2 separate regions of the Solanum lycopersicum genome follow, and region 2 is linked to region 1. Evidence: chromatin contacts called from public HiChIP or PLAC-seq data. All regions are on one chromosome and are shown on one strand. Each heading gives the region's core, a stretch centred on a gene start, on an enhancer-like site or on the middle of the called end of the contact. The rest is flanking DNA. Distances are from core to core; before and after follow the strand shown.

The links. HiChIP or PLAC-seq counts read pairs in DNA pulled down with a chosen protein or histone mark.
Region 2: an RNA polymerase II HiChIP or PLAC-seq map of leaf shows a contact between it and region 1, with 5 times the contacts expected there. The contact joins the promoter of LOC101263256 here to the promoter of LOC101264565 in region 1.

The regions. Positions count from the first base shown.
Region 1 is chr10:51,487,875-51,490,534 of SLM_r2.1, reverse strand. It overlaps LOC101264565 (auxin-responsive protein SAUR68), which reads left to right and starts at 1,339. Exons shown (of 1, transcript XM_004248662.5): 1 at 1,339-1,979. The coding sequence starts at 1,439. The coding sequence ends at 1,876.
Region 2 is chr10:51,782,796-51,785,455 of SLM_r2.1, reverse strand. LOC101263256 (F-box protein At2g16365) reads right to left here and starts at 1,345. Exons shown (of 3, transcript XR_743510.4): 1 at 1,075-1,345; 2 at 1-401.

The DNA.
Region 1 (2,660 bases), core at 90-2,589:
TAATTATTAATGTTGTACATCGAAAAAGGAAGTTAATCCTTTCCTTCCACTCCTGTTCCGCAGTCGATCTACGAGAAAAAAGTAAAGAAAAAAGGTTCCAACATAGAATGCATTTACTGTTTTTATGTATTATACTACTCAGCATGATGCATATTCAACTGGCCACGCTAAGATAAGAAAATCTGCTAAATGGAAGGGGTCAAGGAGCACTATGATGATTGTCATTCTTTGGTATGATCAAATACAGAATGAAAGCGTTGCATGATTCTTTAAGAGTCCAAAGTTATCATTTATTTTCTTGACGGAATGAATGAACGAAGAATAGTCTATAGATTAGATTAAAGATGTAAAACTGAAAGTTTTGCTGTTTGAAAATGCAAAGACATGATAAAAGGGCAACGTTTAGAGCAATATAAAGGTGTAGATTCAGAAATATAATAGATAATCTGTTAACCCATAATCTTTGTGAAGTATGTAACTTAAATTTACACGGGTTTATCCCTCCAAAGTTCTGGTGGTTCACAACTATACAATAAAATTGCTGTTTCTACAATCTCCTCTTTCTAATTTCTAATCCTAATGCTTTACAAAATCTCATTCGTTGAAGAATTTGCACTATGATACTACTCATGATCTTCTTAAGCGGGAAGTAACATCAACTAACACATCCTCTTTGCAAGGTATTGTAAGAACACCCATCGAATGATCAAAGCCAAACTCTTCTTCAGCCTGAGCTAACAGGTCTTGAAATAAAGGCTGGCTCAAGTAAGACACTTGCACGACGAATCTCTTCTTCTGGCTCTCTCCTACGTATACTGCACAACATCCTTTTGGAACACCTCCATTAGACCTCCTTAAGAACCGATTAGCTTGAACAAATGGAGTCACTTTGATACCCATTGTCTCAAGGAGTATTTTCTAATACTAATTGATGAAGGAAAAGAAAGAAAACAAACTTGGAGGATCACGGATATATAAAATGAAAGTTCTTTGAATGTCAGGATACTTGTGTTGTGCTGAAATGTTTGGCTCTGATTATATATAAATTTATGACAAGTTTCATATCCAAATGTTTAGTGGTTGAGAGAAATTGGTGGTAACTGGAAAGAAAATAGCACATGAAATCTCACATGGTTAACCTTCTCTGTTGTTATTAAAGTTGATTAATTAGTCCAGGACCACTTGGTTTTATGGTGATAGAGGAGTGAATAAATGCACAACCAGCCATGTTCACAAGTCCTTAGGTCCCATATTAAACAGCATCACATGATTCTGTCTAGCATACTTATTCCAGGTTGGCAGCTTTAGCTATAATTCAAAGTCTCAACTATATATAATGTGTTTCCAAAAGCTGGTTTGATCATCAAGCAGATAACTCTAAATCAAATCTTTTAAAAGATAATCAACTTTTCTTTTCCGATATTTCAAAGAAATCAGTATGATAAGCGCCAAGAAACTCATCAAGATGGCAAGGAAATGGCAAAAGTTTGCAGCTAAGCAGAGGAAGAGAATTTCTTTTCCAAGATCCAATTACTATGATGCTGAGAGTTGTAGCACATCATCTTCCATAGTTGACAGAGGCCACTTTGTGGTGTATACAACCGATCAAAAGCGATTTGTGGTTCCATTGGCTTATCTTCAACATGACGTAATCAGACAACTGTTGCACATGTCTGAAGAAGAGTTTGGACTTCCAAGTTATGGTCCTATTACATTACCATGTGATGCACTGTTCATGAACTATATCATATCACTCGTCAAAAGAGGTGTAGCCGCTGATCTTCAGAATGCTTTGCTTGTTTCTGTACCTTCCAATCAATGTTCATCTGCTTCATACCTTCAAGAACGACGAAATCTAGAATTGTTAGTTTGTTAAGCTAACTGTAACAATTTTTATAGTAGATACATGGTACTAAACAAGTGTATATATAGAATGTCAATATTTATTATTCATCAAAATTACCATTTTCTTGACTCCATTTTGTTCTATTCCTTGTGGTGTTTGCGAAGTTGTTTGATACGGATAGCAATTACTATGTAGAATAGTTGAGTTGCACGTACAATTTTCAAAGTACAATATGAATTTAGTGCCAAAAACCTTAATGGTTAAATATTTTGAATCATAAATTGATCTACCAGCTTTGAGTCCTAACTCTTCATTCAAAGGACACAAATTATTGGCATTGGTGAGAAGTCATAAGCATTAACTGATCACGTAACTTATAATTTAATTTGAAATCCAATACATAAATCTTCTTGGAATAAACAGTGTATTACTAGTAGCATTAGACAATCAGTAATAGGTAAAATAAAGTAAAGTCACGGCTTCAATCACTTCTCTGACAACTTTGATAAATACATTTCGGAACCAAAAAAATGCGAGCAATTGATAAACTTACCGGAAATAGGCTCTTACAAGATTTCGTAAATAAAGAGAAAAAGAAATGTGTTTTGGTCATATATAAGAAAATCTTAAATAAGTGATTTTGGAGAGATCAAACTTTCTGTATAAACAATTCCTTCCGGGAAGAAACATTGAGACAATAATCCAACTTGTCCTTTGGACATCCTTAATAAATCCCCGTGCCATGTCCTTGACTAGGCATGTCAAGTCTACAATGTAGTAACACTCAACCTTCTACAGGCCTATATTCGGTTTG
Region 2 (2,660 bases), core at 96-2,595, 290 kb before region 1:
CTTGCTAAGGCCAGAGTTCTATCATGATCCATCAATTCTTCACAATGAAGTTTACCAGCTGTGAGTACTGAGCCTGTTATGGTAACTTTAGAATTTTTGCGATGGGACTTGTTTGCTTTCACATTAGATGAAGCACTCAATTTCAGGCGCTTGACCCATCTGCTACCAGGCTTGTCTTCGAGCAGGGTCGCAAGGGAAAAATCAGCTTTCAAAGGACTTGGCTGCTCATTATGGCCAAGGAACAATCTCAAATCCAAACTATGAGTTGTGGAAGAAGTTGGTTCCAACTTATCCGTCAAAGATGGAAGCTCCAAGTTTAAGTCAGGCAATTTATGTCCAACTTCTTTGTCGAGACAGTCAAGTGCTTCTAGAGCAGGTATATTTAGGTCCATTCCACTCACCTGCAAGATACCAGCAATACCAAATGGTCAAAATTCAGACAACACTTACTATTACTTGAGATTAAACTGAAAGGGTCAAACGGGCAAGTAATGGTACCATTTCCAATAGTGTAATTGAGATACACTTGCTATTTTTCAAGGAACTTGTTTTCCTAGAGAATATGTTCTCCACAACATTTGGCCAATCAAACATGAGAAAATTGAAAATTATCTCGTAATAAAATCTTCCATAATTTAGAAATGCGAGGATAATGTCCAGTCAATTTTGCTACAGTGTCCAAAGAAGTGCCTATCCTCATTGTCTCTAAATTATGGATTCAATATGGTAGTTTTTGTGGATGGTAATACAAAAAAGTTCAAAGTCTTTATTAAGCAAGTCATTTTTGAGCAACTACAAAAATATTTTTCAAAAATTTTATCGAACCAAATACGAGAAACAATTTCTACTCCATAACAAGTGCAGTTCTTTATCTTTTCACCCTTTTAGTAAAAATCTAAGCTCCGCTACTAGTTACATCAGGACCAAAATCATGATTTGGCTCAATGATTCAAAACAGATTAAACTTATAAAGAATTACTCAACAATTTCTGCCACTTCTGTAAATACCAAAATCATAGACTGAATTTGTACTTAGATAAAACCAGAATTAAATATACTTGAAAGTGAACTCACCTCTGCTCTTGGCAAAATTCAAAGAAATTGAACTATAAACTGGCCATTTGTGTACAGGAAAGAGAGAGAAAATAAATGTTAGTTAGAAGGATACATATAGCCATCCAATTAGCATTTCTAATCATTTTGTTTTTTTGTGTTTCATAGGAGCAAAAGCATCGGTGTTTGGCATCCTATCCATATATTTTTATATTTTTTATTAATTAAATGAAAAAGGTTTGTTATTTTAAAAAGAGAAATAATTATAATTTGATACGAGCAAAAGTATCATACCTTTTTTTAGATTTTTCAAAAATATCTTGTATGTATGGGCAGACAGACAAATTGGCACGCACACAAATATCTATAAATTTCATGTGTCTTTGGATTTGGTAACAAAATAAAATATTTTTCATATTTTATTTAATTCAAAGCATGTTGATTTGAATTGATATATGCATGAATCGAGTATCATATATATATATATATATGCATGAATCTAGTATCAAATATATAAATTTAATTTGAATTTGGTTATAATTAATCTGTGATTATAAATTGAATTATTATATATGACATATATTTGTGTAGTTAGATAGTCTGAAAACGAAAAATATAATAAAAAATTAAAAGAAGTTTTTCAATTAAAAAAGGTTAAGTGTACTACTTATGAAAACTTGTGAAACTCGTAACGTGAAAAAAATATGCAGACAAGTTTAGAACAATTACCAAAAAAAACCATACATATTCGAGTTCATATCATATATAAAAACATTATTTAATAATACAAATGAAAATATACTTATTAATACAAGATACACGTGTAACTAGAAATCGGTTGTACACACTATGGATTTTTATTAGAAACAATAAAGAAATAGGGCCTAAAATACCTTAAAGTATCAGAAATAGTACAAAATTACCCCAACCACCTATTGACTTCAAAATATCTTCCTCATCCAGCTATTGACTCCAAAATACCCTTCTCATCCACCTATGAGTTCAAAAAAACCCGCCCCATTACTCATGCACAACAGAAAAACTACTACCAATGAATGTTTCTAAAAATTTAAGACGAAAATACCTATAAAAGTACATTATCATACATTCAAGTCCTCAGTCAAAAACATATTATAATTCAAGTGTCTAAACAAAAATTACCGACAAACTTAAAAGTCTGACTATGTTCATCTTAATTATTCATTCATCCCAATTATGTGATGTTACTTAATAGATAATTTTTTTTTAAAAAAATAATATATTAAAATTTTAATATTTAAAATAAAGAATAAATATCTATAAAATTATATTTAAAAAAGTGCATGAATTAATTCGAGAGGTGCTACTTCTTTACCTTTAATTATAAATTTCAAATTCAAACTTGAAAAAGAATCCTATTGGAAGTGTCCTCCTAAATAAACGGCTCAATCTAAATTTAATTGGGGTTTCAATTCAGACTCAAATAATTTTGAATGTCATTTTCACGAATCAGTAATTTCTTTGTGCTTTAGTAGTGTTTAAGACGATTTTGATATTAGAAATGATATATTAATTGGGTGGAACTTAATTAGTAATAGGTGGGTAGTGAGTTGATTTATAATTATATT